Linked DNA regions of Mus musculus: region 2 is linked to region 1. Evidence: chromatin contacts called from public Hi-C data. All regions are on one chromosome and are shown on one strand. The core of a region is the stretch at or near the end of the contact, and the rest is flanking DNA. Distances in the headings are between cores, read along the strand shown.

What was found. A called contact is a pair of places that touch in the nucleus more often than the background predicts.
Region 2: a Hi-C map of the N1E-115 cell line shows a contact between it and region 1, with 2.6 times the contacts expected there. The contact joins two enhancer-like sites. A contact is called at or near these places in 6 of 484 Hi-C or Micro-C datasets (3T3-L1-derived adipocytes, the HPC-7 cell line, the N1E-115 cell line and 2 more), 2 of 115 datasets of contacts at active chromatin or transcription factors (both in embryonic stem cells) and 1 of 9 other capture datasets (embryonic stem cells).

What each region holds. Positions count from the first base shown.
Region 1 is chr14:24,526,715-24,533,666 of GRCm38.p6, forward strand. It overlaps Gm31720 (a long non-coding RNA gene), which reads right to left and starts at 214. Exons shown (of 3, transcript XR_383260.3): 1 at 1-214. Within about 2 kb of position 3,802, at least 56 of the 459 cell types and tissues checked have an H3K27ac peak or open chromatin away from gene starts, as enhancers often do. A contact at or near this core is called in the N1E-115 cell line and epiblasts, where this site is marked.
Region 2 is chr14:24,640,849-24,647,800 of GRCm38.p6, forward strand. No RefSeq gene overlaps it. Among named protein-coding and RNA genes, the nearest start is that of Gm31775, 21 kb to the right of the region's middle. Within about 2 kb of position 3,368, at least 25 of the 459 cell types and tissues checked have an H3K27ac peak or open chromatin away from gene starts, as enhancers often do. A contact at or near this core is called in the N1E-115 cell line and epiblasts, where this site is marked.

The DNA.
Region 1 (6,952 bases), core at 2,552-5,051:
GGAGACCAAGGGATCTCTTGCTTCTGGGTCTGGGGAAGTAGTTTGAACTGGGTTTTGCATCTGGGATTCAGGCTGGAGTGGTTACATGACAAGGCGGTATCATGCAGGACTCTGCACAGATCGGGCTGGGGGACGTGGCATCCCAGTGGGCATCGCCATGCCTGCATTGTTCTTTCCCTCCATCCTCTTCCTCATCACATTGGCTGAAGGAAATCATTATAACCTCTTGCAGTTTTTTGTAGCTCCTCTACTTGTTTCTTCATTCATTCATGCTGATATTCATGTGCTTATCCTAAGCCCTGGCTGTACCAGGGTTCTGAGCTACGGCTGGGCAAACACAGCCAAAAGATGGCAGGGTCCCTGCCTGCAAGGACTTCCATAGTCCGTCAATACTGTTGCACCTTTTTGTTCTAAGAGAACTGGTTCTGTGAACTTCCTTGTATGCTAAAATCCAAGGAGTCTCAACCGCGTATAGAAGATGGTATAGTGTTTTTGCTAAGATACACTCCTCCTCCCAGACACCTAATGCAGGGCAGATACTGAGTGTATCATGGTTCTAATGCGTTGTTTAGGGTGAATGACTGGGGGACAGCCTGTTCCTAGACAGTACGGGTACTATTCCTTTTAAATATTTTCTGCTCAAGTTGGTTGACTCTTTAGGTGTGCAGTGTTTGGATATGGTGGGGTAACTGCAGACTGAGCCATCAGAACCACTGGAGGGCTTCCTGAAAACACGGGGCACTAGGTCTGGAAGATGGTTCAACAGGGAAAGGCATTTGATATACATGCCTGACAGTCTAAGTTGGATTCCTGGAACCCACCAAAGGTGGAAGGAGAGACCCAACCCTATAAAGCTGTCTTCTGTTAGCCATGACCACACACACACACACACACACACACACACACACATATACACAGAGAGAGACAGAGACAGAGACAGAGAGAGGGGGTGGGCAGATATGAGAGAGAGAACTCTTTAATACAGTTCCTTATGTTGTGGTGATCTCCAGATCATAAAATTATTTTGTTGCTACTTCATAATTGTAATTTTCCTACCGTTAATGAATCCTATTGTAAATATGCAGGATATCTGATATGTGGCCTTCAGACAGGTCGCAACCCACAGGTTGAGGACCTCTGACATAGATTAATTTCAATATGAATATCAGCCTAGTGTTAAGTCTCACTAGCCCTTAGCAGGTCTTGACTTGGAACTGGGAGCCTTGGGGATGGCATGGCCAACGGGCAGAGAAAAAAAGGGATTGAGAGAAGGTCACGGGGCAGTAAGGTGGCTAATGCATGGTGCTTACACAGAACGAAGCCCAACTGTTGTAAGATATTTAATCACATTGTGAACCCTGAGATGGTGAACTGTAAAATCCTGTTTCTAATTGTGGTGTGGCTCAGTCTTTGATCCTAGAGCTTTCTGTTTACTGTAAACAAGTAGTTGTGGTGTGGCTCAGCCCTAGCACACACCTTTAATCCAAGTGCTAAATAAAGTTAACCATAGGTCAAGAGGCAGAGCAAGCAACCAAGCAGACAGGGATCCCTGTGAGCATAAGTGAACAGAAAGGAGGGTCTTTGAGGCAAAGGGCATTTAAGACATCAAAGGAGACAGAGCTTTTTTTGTTGTTGTTGCTGTTTTTCCTTTCTGGGATATTGGTGGAGTGGGAAGGTCAACTGGGTGCTTTCTTTGCCTCTCGGAGCTAGCAGGCTTTCACCCCAGCATCTGGCTCCTTAGTCTTCATTGGTAAAAATCGAACAATTGGGAATTTGGTTTTTTAAAAACAACACCCAACAGCTCAGTTGGCCAGGTTTTTGTAATCCGGCTTCATCTCCCTCCATCCCTCCCCCACACAGCCTCTCTCTGCTCTGTGAACACACCCTGCTTTTTCTGACCTTCCCAATGGCAAAGACTGTGTGTTCCAGTAGTTTTCCACCCCACACTCCCTCCTGTGCCTACATGAACCATCTGCCCACCCAATACCTCCACACCCAGCTTTTTAACATGGGTTCTGGGGACCAAGTTCAGGTCCTCATGCCTGTATGACATGTGATTTATAATCAAGTTATCTCCACAGCCCATTTCATTTTTGAGACAAGCTCTGGCTATGTTGCCTTGGATGTCTGGAACTTTTGATCCTCCTGCCTCCCCCTCTGAAGAGCTAGGATTAGAGACATTCAGCTGGTTTGTTTGACCTTTTACAGAGAGGATGGTTCGAGAATTGTTGATGGACCAGAGAGATGGATCAGCTGATAGGAGCACTGGCTGCTCTTTCAGAGGACCAAGGTTCAATTCCCAGCACCCACATGTTGGATCACAACCATCTGTGACTCCAGTCCCAGGAAATTCCGTGGCCTTTTCTGGCCTCTGAGGGCACTGCACACATGAGGTGCAAAACAAAACATACAAAAATAATAAAGTAAAAAAAATTTTTTTTTAAAGAATTGTGGTTGAGGTCTGGTGAGATGGCTCTATGAGTTAAAAGTAGCTTTGCCTCTAAATTTTATAACTCGAGTTAAATCCTGGAAATCCACATGGTGGAAGGACAGAGCTGACTCCTGGAAGATGTTCTTAGACCTACACACACACACACACACACACACACACACACACACACACACGTGTACATGCTCAAGTAAGGAAGTGTATTTGATAGAGGAAGATAGAGGTCATAGAGGAAGTCTGGCAGGGCTGAGAGACCAGGAGGGAGAATGTTAAATGAAGCAGGAGTCAGTTCATCAGGAGAGGCAGCCACATTTCAAGGGTTCTGTAGACACAAGTAGTAGCTACTACCATTGGGTGGAGCAATACAGACCTTTGCCTTTCCCGCGGGAAGTTCAAGGGAAGCCGTGTGTCTCGCTTCTAAGGAAAGAGCCATGTAGCAGAGGACCAGAGAGGAGCGTCTGGTTCCAGGACAGGCTGTGGATGCTGCTGAACTACAAGCATATCAGCAGCAGAGGCCACCAAGTTTGCCCGGCTACAGAAGCTTCATAAACCTGTCTTCAAAGAGGGAGGGGGGACAAAGCCCGTGTGTTCTGTGATAGAAACAGAGAGAACTGGGCCTCCCTAGGAGACTCTCCTTCCGCGTCTACCTCAGCGTCTTCATAGCAGTGCTGCCTCCGCTGGTACACAGATCTCTCTGAGTGGGGCTTCTGTATCCCGTATCTAAATGCCACAGTACTGACCCATACCCAGTGCTCCGTCACAGCTTGTGGAGTTGCCCAGTTAATCGGGGACCGGAATCCTGGGCAGGAAGAGCAGGGGACGGAGGTACAGATTTCCTGAGTGTAGTCTCTATTCTCTTCCTCCAGCTTCCTCAGTGGTGGTGGGGATACTGAGGTGGCTACTGGAACTTTATGCTCTTTACCCATTTACTTGGCATCTGTAATAGCCCTTCCCACCCACACCCCCTTTTCTAGAGGTTACATCCACGTGTGTTTGAGGCTTGGGCCGTTTCTGGCATCCCTACACTTGCACATCAGTTCAGGTGGCAGTTTAGAGCCAATTAAAATTTATAAGCCACAGGTAGTGAGTGAAATTCCGAGGATTAATTTGCTCAGTGGAGTATTAATCTGTGTAGTGTCATAGGTGCTTCCTTATTATAGCAACCTGCAAGACGGAGCAGAGGAGGCACACCCCTCTGGTGTTTGGCCGCAAATCCTCTAATTGATCCCACTGGGCTGCATGTGGGCGTGGCTTTCCCTCCCTCGCCGAGCTGGAGGGGGGGGTGGGAGGGCAGAATCAGCAGTTTGGGCTCACAGCTGTGCCAGCAGCCCTAGAGCCAGGCCCTCCTTCAGGCTCCTCCCTTGCTTTGCAGAGATTGGCCTGCTTTAGGTTTAGCCTCTCTATAAATTGCACTGCTTCCAGGGCACTCTACAAGGGTCAGTTTCAACTAAACCCCAGGGCTTGCTTTTGGAGCGCTGCAATTAGAGCCTCCTCAGTTAGGAGGCTCAGTGACTGTATTGATATGCTCCCCACACGCACCTCCATCAGCCAGCTAGCCACCCTCCTTACCTCAGAGATAGCCCAAGGGGCAGACGTTAGGACTTGCCACCAAAGAGGTTCAAGTCAGAGCTTCACGTTGGACAGAACATAACTCTGTCCGATCAGCTTTGGTACCAGAGACCTTTGCCCTACTTCATTTCCTTTTCCCAAGAGAGCTGGGTTCAGGAGCGCCTCTGGAAGGATCTCAGTCTCTGTGGCCTGGAGGATCTCAGCTTCAGTATCCCAGGTCAAAGCAGTGACCACGGAGCCTGGAGGGCTTATGGGGGGAGCCTAGAGGGTGAGGCAGTGGCTACCAGGCAGTGGCCCTTTTAGAAGATGGCTGAGAATTCTAGGTGTGGAGCCAGATAGCACTGGATTCAAGTATCCTTTCTGAACTTATTTTCTAATGAGAGTGGAGATAAAAGCTTGCATGTGGAGGTGATGCGTGCCTTGTATATATATCATGTTAGTGCAATATATGTAGGTAGCCTGTCCCCAACAATGCTAGCTTTTACTAGCTGTTAATAGCAATGATGAAATCGTCCCAAGGGCCCTCAATTTGTTATTTTTTTCTTCTCTTTTGGTGACTACCAACTGTCCCTGCTAATGGCTGTTACTGGTCTTGCCTACCTTATCCGATGGTGTGACAGTGGGGTGGAGTATTACGCGGGACAGCTTTGAACAATGTGTAGTTGGCTGTTTAAGGGATGATTGTTGCCAATAAACTGAATTAGACCCAACCCCTCTCCCCGATTATCTAGGAACAGGGCTTGAGGCCATTTCCTGTTTCTTTTTCTTTTTTTTTTCTTTTTTTTTAAGATTTATTTATTGATTATCTGTAAGTACACTGTAGCTGTCTTCAGACACTCCAGAAGAGGGAGTCAGATCTCGTTAGGGATGGTTGTGAGCCACCATGTGGTTGCTGGGATTTGAACTCTGGACCTTCGGAAGAGCAGTCGGGTGCTCTTACCCACTGAGCCATCTCACCAGCCCCCCATTTCCTGTTTCTTATACAGAATACTCCATACTAGGAAATATACAAAAAGAGGTTTATTTGAATGTATGGTCTGCTCAGCTACTGGTGAGGGCCCCATGCTGCCCCACACGGAGGAAGGATGTGAAGGCACTAGATGAACAAAAAAGATTGGGCGGGACAAGGGACCTGACTCACTCTGTGTCCCTCCTTTGTTAGGATGGAGTCTCGAGGCCCCAAGCATCTCTCCGATGCACTGATAGCCCTCAACACATTTTATTGGGAACCAAGTCTTTATAAGAGAGTTGGAGAAAAGTCAAATCCAAACCGTAGCAGAAGCCTCCCCGACTGCCTTCCCTTTCAGAGGGCTCTGACGGTGGGGTGAAGTGCAATCAAGGTTCACTGTTACCAGCAACAGATTGACTGTGGGTGATGTGAGTAGTGAAGACGTTTGCTCGGCAGGCATGATGGTGAGTGTCTGTAAGCCCAGCTGCCTGTTGTTAAAGGCCGGCCTGAACAAACTAGCAAAAATGGTTGAGAGTGCAGCTCAGAAAGGCAGAGTTTCTCTACAACAATCAAGGCCCTTCGTAAAGACTAGGGATCAGATAGAGGGAAGTCTCCAGGGAGAGTCAGGTGCTTGGTGTGCTCCCAAAGAAGAGGAGAGGGAGCGACACACCCATGACACCCTCACACAGGGGGCCTGGCCTTTCCTCTCCCTCTCTCTCTCTCTCTCTCCCTCTCTCCCTCTCCCTCTCCCTCTCTCTTTCTCTCTCTCTCAGGGGAAAGGGATGATGGAGACCCAGCTGTTGACAGAGCTGAGGAAGTCCTGGGGGCGAAGTTGTTTGCTGAGCAGTGGGGCTTCAGTCGAGCAGAGCTCTGTGGTGCTTTCTGTGGGTGGCAGGGAGAGGCAGAGTCACAGTGACGTTTAATCTTGACAGCTTGACTGGAATCAGAATCATTAGGGAAAACACAGCTACTGTAAGCCTATCAAGGAAGTCTCTACCCTGAGTGTGGGTGGCAGGGTCTCATGGGCTGGGGCCCTGAACTGAGTAAGGACAAAGCAGGCTGAGCACTGCCATTCATCTCTCTGCTCCCTGACTGCTGACCAACAGGGCCAGCCACCTCCCATCATGCCACCATGCCTCCCTCGACATGGCGGACCACATCCTCCTTAAACTGCCAGCTCACATAAACCATTTCTCCCGTAAGCCACTTATGGTCAGGCATTTGGTCACAGCAATGAGAAAAGTAACACACATGCCAAGTATAATTTGGTCTTTACAGTAAGGCTTCCTATCCTAGTCACCTCTCCCCATGAGAGCCATAGTGTCCGTGTCCGTGTGTGTCCGTGTGTGTCCGTGTGTGTGTGTGTGTGTGTGTGTGTGTGTGTGTGAGAGAGAGAGAGAGAGAGAGAGAGAGAGGAGAGGAGAGAGAGAGAGAGAGAGAGAGAGAGAAAGAGGTCATGTTAATCCCTAATCCCTTTCTGAATATGAAATGGGGATTAATTTCTCCTAGGATTTCCCCAACCTTGCTGGTGAGCCAAGCCAAGAAGCCAGGATTATAGGACCCAGTGTGCTGGTTGTCAACCCTGTGGATAATGGAAAGACATGGTTAGGCGCTAATTACCTGTGAAGGGAATGTGCATTCTTCTCTTAGGGTCCAGAGAGCTTCCCTTGCTTTGCCCAGCTGGCAGAGCTCAGGGTCAAGGATTTAAGATGGTGTTGGGGGTGGGGTGGGAGGGTGGAGTTATCAGAACTGACTATTCCTAGGAGCTCCCCTGTTGCTGCTTCCTTGCAAGGAAGGAGAAAGATGCCTCTAAAAGCCTGGAAATGATCTTCCCTAATCTGTTCCCTAAATCCTCTTCTCAAATGCCGATAGGGTCAAACAAATGACTGTACTGCTATCCCCTGCCTTCCTCCACCACCACCACTACCCTATCCCTTTTGGCCTGGTTCAAATGTTCCTCCTTCCAAGCACAGATGTTAGGCTAG
Region 2 (6,952 bases), core at 2,118-4,617, 110 kb after region 1:
AGAAAAATGGCGAGTAATTGCTTGATGGAGTTAGAAAGATTGCATTTTGTTTTGCAACTATCAGCTTAAATATAATGTTTAAGAGATTATGAATGGGTGATTAGCTATTTTTTCCATTACTTCTCTCAGAAGCAAACCCACAAAGATTGTGATAGGCACAGCAAAAAATGGAGGCCTCACTCCAGGAAGCTGGGGAGAGCTTAGGCATTCCTACCTGAGGAGGGTGGTCCTGTGGGGAGGGCCAGAAGAAAGATGGAGGTTGCTAAAGACACCGTCAGTGTCCTGTGTGATGCTCCTGCCTTGCCCCTCCCACCCCACCCTGATGGGGAACAGTAGTTGTGAAAACTGAAGGCACATTCTGTACTTACTGCCTACCCTGAGTCAGTTTGTTTTGGGTGGAAACAGCCTCTGATGGGGCTCTATTGGGCCATTTCAGGGGACGTTTATCATTTAAAAGGAACGATTTTAATACCTACATTTGCTGTGGAGTATGAGCCATAAATGTGATTTAGGCTTCTTTTTATAACAGACTCTACAGGCGATCACACAAGCTCCAGAAGTCTTCCTGCAAGTGGGGGCTAGAAAGTGAGCAACTTCTACAAAAGCCTGCCCGCCTCTTTCCCCTCCTTCTCTTCCTCCCTCCCTCCCTCTGTCCCTTCCTTCCTTCCTCCCTTTCCTCCCTCCCTCCCTCCTTTCCTCTCTTCTTTTGGTGCAATCCCTCGATCCCTCCTCCTCCCTCCCCTCCCTCCATCCCTTCCTCCCTTCTCTTCTTCCCTTCTTTTTTCTTTTTCTTTTTTCCCCCCCAGTACTGGGGATTGAGATAAAATGGTATTCACACAGGTGCTCTACTGCTGAGCTATTCAGGCATAGTCCTTTCTTGAACTTTTTCCTTTGAGACCTTCTATGAATTCCTCAGGCTAGCCTTGAGCTTGTAACCTCCTGCCTCAGTCTCTTGAGGATCTGTTATTCAGGTCTGAGGCAATAAGCCCAGCTGGAAGTTTTTCTTTTTACTCTTTCCAGAAGTTAATTGAGTTAACTGAGGCAATGGACTGAGCTGTGAATCTTCCCCGAAGGGAGTCTGAATTCCCTGCCCTCTGGGAATGTCAAGAAAGGTTGGTCTCCAGGCAGCGAGGCCATTGGACTGCCAGGCTGTCACCCTGTAGAGGTGCAGGGGTGTTCAGGGGTGTCTGTCTCTCCAGGCTCTCTCTGGCTCAGCTGCTCCATCTGCAGTAACAGCTGGGGTGGTGATGGTAACAGGTCTGCATCAGCTCTGCTCAGAGTCAGGAGACCAAACGCTTGCTAGACACTACCCGACCGTGACTCTGTCTGGGCTCTGAAGTTGTAACAGGGAAAGGACAGGCCATGTCATAGGTCATGATACACACATGTTAGAAACAGGTCCAGGACAGACAGAGATGCTCCGAGTTCACAGACCCCCTAATCCTGTTGGCTTCTAGAAGATCTTGAGAGCTAGAGAGCCACCCATCACATGCTTAGGTTTTATGCTAGTCAATGACCAATTAGCAGGCTCAGTCCTGACTACTAGACTTCAATTAAATGTTGAAACACTCATATGTGCATCCTGAGATGGTGAGGGGGAGGGGAAGGGAGCCAGTTGAAGACAAGACTATCCCAGTGGGCATCCACTAGTGTTGGAGGACCCTGTGTCTCTAAAGTGTGTGAGTTGGGTAAAGGCACAGCTTTGTCTAAAAATGATCTCTCTGGAGAGACAGAGACCGAGAAACACTTCCAGACAATAAAGGGCTGACCATAGATACTGGAGCAGGCATCTGCATGTGGGCAGAAACTCTCCACCATGATCCCATTTGCTACAGAGGCTGTTCTTACATTGGCAAGGGGCCCTTGTGGTGTGGTTCCAACCTTCTAGGTCCCTTCTGTTTTTGCCTACAGCTGATCTTCTGGTGGCCTCACAGCTCAGCAAGGCTGGTAAAGTTGGAAAGAAGGCAGAATCCTTCTGTAGGAACCTGCAACTTCCTGCTGAGAGATGACCCCATGGGGTGGGGTGGAGTGGGGGTTGGGATTAATTTTTGGTAAAAGAAGTGTCAGCTGAACACACAGTTTTCAAATTGTTGACTATGGTATTAAGTAACAGGCAGACTCTTGTCCAATGGATGTTATTAAAATTAACTGTTTTAGCACTACATTTAGAATCAAAACCAATCTGTCGCTCCTAAATTGGTTTCTTTCAGCTGCTATTTGCGGGTAAAACGAACAGTTTTAACAATTACCTCTCCAGTGCAAATCATAAACCTGATTTACAGGAAAACACTTAATCTACTGCCCTTGACTGTACCCAGAGCTGCCAATTAGATGGTGGTAAATTTCTCTGAGTGTCAATTTGCTTCCCAGACAGCAGCTCAGACCCAGGGTCTCCATCACCTGTGGGTCCAGAGACCAGGGCTTTGGCTGGGATGTTCCTTTGGAAAAGGTGGGCATTCCATAGCAAACGACTGTCCATCTGGAGTTGGGTTGCTGGGGAGTCCTCTGCTCTAGGCTATTAATTTGAATTGTAAAAACACAAGTGGAATACTAGTATTAACCCACTCAGAGCTAGTTGTTAGAGTGAGAGACTCAGAATGCTTGGATAGGAAGACCCTGAAGATCATGACTTCATGCATCAAACATTGCTTAAGCAGCTATCTCTCCATCCTCTGACAAGATGGGGCCAACCCATGGTTCCTCAGTGAACTCACTAAAAGGAAAGATAGGGGCAAGACAATGTCATTCATGGTTTGATAACTCTGCCTTCATACTCTTTGTGTGTGGTGTGTGTGTGTGTGTGGGGGGGTGAGGGTTGTGTGATACCTTCTTGTGTGCAGTGCACTTGGAGGTTAAAGTCGGGTGTCCTCAATCGTTCTACACCTTAATGTTTCAACTGAGTCCCTTGCTGAACCTAGAGCCTAGCCAGGGTGGCCATGAAGCTCCTGGAATCATGTCTCCTCCCAGTACAGTGATTACAGGTGTGTTCTACTGCACCCAGCATTTTAAGTGGGTTTTGGGGACTTGAACCCAGGTCCTTGTGTTTGCACTTTACCCACTGATATGTCCGAGAGGCGATGATGGTGCTCAGAGCACTGGGGTGGGAAGTTAACAGAGAGAGACTTTACAGGAGTCCTTGTTCTAGTGGGGCCTTGAGGACTACATAGGAGTTTTGCAGGTAGAGAAGGAGAGTAAAGGGTCGCTCGGCAACCAACTTGCAAACTCTAGTCATCAGGGAATTTTAAGCAAGGTGATCCATGACACCAGAAGGTCTCTTTTGAAAAGTTTTGAGTTGGGCTAGCTAATGTACTGCTGAAAACCCTTTCTAAGCTAAGAAAACAAAAGGCCATAGCACTGAGGTGCCTGGTGCCAGTTGGCAGGGACTGTAAATGCCAGGAAGTTCTGAGTTGTAGATTAGAGGACGGTCCCTGGGTATTGTGAGAAGTCAGAAAGCATATGCAAACCATATGCAAATGAGATGCAAGCCAGCACCTGCTGTGGGCTTTGTGTACTCAGGCACTCGGTGCCTCAGGGAGGTAAGCTGGCCGGTCTTTAGAGCTCTGACTAGATGTACCAGACATTAGGTTCTGTGTGAGAAAGAAAAGTGCATCAAGACTTCTCTGGGAGAGAAAAAAGTCCCAGGTTGTAAACTCCAGAAGGGAGGGATGAAGCCCAAGGAGTTGCAGAAGCTTGGAGGCCTCGCTGGCTGAGTGTGTCCCGGTGACAGTCAGGATGCTTATGCCTCTGCCCAGATCTGAGCAGTCTCTGGCTGAAAGGATTCCCCAGAACTAAGGCTGAGTATACAGGGGGTTGTGCTTTCCTTGATCTGCCGTCTTCTGGATCAGCCTCCCTCTGTGAGTCAGAGCTGGTTTGACCCAGTGTTGGTGGTGTATTATCCTGGACCCCTCTCAGGGGACTCAGTGGTTACCTTTGGCCCTGCCTACCTTGAAGATGTACCCAGCAGTTGTGGACTGAGGCTCACTGGACTCCTGCGAGTAGAAAGCAAACACGGGGCACAGGAGAAAGGCAGTTTTACACTCAGATCTCTCTCTACTTAGGACTTGCATCAAGAAGCAAGAGGCCATGGTGGGGAGATAGCTCAGTGACTAAAGTGCTTGCTGCATAAGCATGAGGACCCAAGTTCAAATCCCCAGCACATATGGAACAAGATGGGCGCGTAGCATGTGCCTGTAATCTCAGGACTAGGAGCTGAGACAGAAGGTCCTGGGGACTCTGCTCAGTCAGTTTAGCTGAAGCAGCAAGCTTCTGAATTGTGAAAGGAAGTTATACAAAACTGACTTCTAGTCCCCGGCACACACATGCTCATGAGTGTGTGCAGCATACGACAGCCCCCGTCCAGTGACACAGAAGGATGAGGACCCTCCCCTAGGGGACAAGCATGGCTGCCTTCAGGTAGTTTCCAAAATTACTGCCTAGTTGGCTGTATGGTCTTGGACAGATTTCCTCTTTGGCAATAAATCTGTGCCTGAGAAGTTGACCAGATGTTCAAAGGGGATCTTCTCCCGTTGAGGAGAGCGTCTGATCTAGTTGGTAGGCATTTGCATACCTGCTAAGACCTGCATGGCTTTGGACTTGACCTGACTGCGGCAGGGAATGACCTGACAGGGAATGGAGATATGGCACATATAGGTCACCTAAAGCTGGGATTAGGTGGGCTATGCACTCTGATGGAGACACACCAGCAGCCCTGAAGCTCATCACATTTATGGTATTCAACACAAACAGGCTGGGTAGTAGGGGTGGGGGTGTCTCTGTTCTACTCTGAGGCTGAGGTCATCTTGAATATATTGGCATCTTTGACATGACTGTGCTCATGACAACAGTACACATTCATTCAGGACTTCATCATCTCCGCCCCCCCCCCACCTGCCCCTTCCCTAGACTAGAGAGAAAGAGAGAGAGAGACAGAGACAGAGAGAGACAGAGAGAGAGAGAGAAAGAGAGAGAGAGAGAGAGAGAGAGAGAGAGAGAGAGAGAGAGAGAGAGAGAATCTGAAGGGACAGGAGCTTAAAAACAATCAGTTTGGAGGGCTGAAATAGGAGATTCCAGGCCCAGGCTGGCACGATGGCCCCAGGTCTCTGTACAGAGTAGCTCAAGAAGGGAGGATAGACAGGGCTGGCCAGGCTTGCACCATATATTGGTTTGTGGAACAGTGGGAAGGGGCCTCTGCATGTCTACTACACCCCTGAATTCCACCTTGGTCTCTGCATCTTCTCCAGGCAGCAGACTGCAGGCAGCAAGAGCAGGCAGCAGGCAGTAGTCCTGGCTCTCCTCAGACCCTCTTCCTGCTGGCTTCTATGGTATTTGTCTCTGTGCATGTGGGTGTCTCTCTTAGTCTTTCTCCTCTTTTCAGTCTCTCTTCACACCAGATCTCAACCCCAGCTATTTACTGTCTGGGTCTGGAAACTGATTTCCCCACCTTTTCTTTGCTATCTCCTCACCTTCTTCATTCAGATCCTAGGTTTTGGGTCCTTTGGGGGAAATTAAGGGAGAGTCTCAGTCCACTTAGGATAGAAGGGCAGAAGAGGAGGGGGATCAGGAAAAGCCAGCCTTCAGCAGGTGGCACTGTTGGGTGACTTTTGCTTTTAACACTGAGGGAAAAATAAAAAGACCAAAGCCACACTAGAATCTACTGGCATTTGAGGATTTTGTTTTGTTTTGTTTTAAATAAAAATCATGACTCTTCTTTCCCCCGCATCATTAAACAAGGTGCAATGTTTGTGTGTGTGATGTGTGCGCTAAGGACAAATGAGTTGTGGGTGCCTGATCTGTGTGGGACTCTGTGGGGCTGGAGTGAGTAGGAGTGTGTGCGTGTGTATTGAGAGAGGGCTCTTGCCAAGTTCATGGGTGACTATGTCTATGTTCCAGCGTGATGTAGGTGGGTGCACGGACTTGGAAGGCTTGTGTGAAGCCACGGCACCAGGATTTTGTATAGAGAGAGCACCCCTGAAAGATGCTCATTCCTTGTTACCATTACTGTGTGTGTTGTGTGGGAGTGGGGTGGGGGCTGGCGAATCCTTTTCTTATGCTGTCACTGTTAATGCCACCTCTAGCAGGCCAGGCTTCTTCCTCGGCACAAGAGCAAGCTTCAATATACAGGTCCCCAAACCTTGGTATCATGATGTTCCTTGGCTTTACTTAAATCCTTGGCAACCTCTGCATCTGCTCTTAGGCTTCTCCTGGAGCAAGCTCCCTACAGTGATGCTCTACCGGTGGCAGCAATGGCTCTTGGTCAGGCTTGCCCCCCACCCCCTGCCGATCATTAGAGCTGTGACTGGAAGGTAAGTACGGGGCTCCACACAGTAAAACCCATGGCTCTTCTAGCTCCTTGGTTGCCATGGTCAATTCTAGGATTGCTATAGGGTAAGGGAGGCCCAGAGAAGGTGTTGAGAGGCCATGAGGTCACACAGGAAGAGATTCAGAGAACCTGTGCTCAGGAGGGTTGAGGGGTCAGCTCCTTTGTCCCTGAGGCCTGTCTAAAAAGCCTGGAGAAGAAGTCCAAAGTGTCAGGAGGGACCCTGGCTTCTGACTTGGGCTAGGGCAAGGGTGACATTGACTTAAAAATTCCTTTATGGTTTTCTCCATTGTTTTACAAAACAATGTGCACTCTTTATAGAAAACTTAAAAACAGATAACAGAAGAAAATTAGACACCCAGAATTCTGACTCACAGAGACAGACGTTAGGGATTTGGGTGGGCACGCCACCAGGCTTTATCTTTTCCTTTAAAAACATTTTTTTTTAATTTTTACTTATGCACAGACTACTGGAATACATTCTTGTTAGGAAAATTCTCACAATTCAGATCAAGCTGGAATCTCCCTTCCCCCTCAAAAGTCATGGTTTCTCCTTGCTAAAGGGAATTTTGATGTGTGCCATTACTCATTATTTAAAGTTGATACACACTGATTAGTACTGTAAACCTGGTCAAA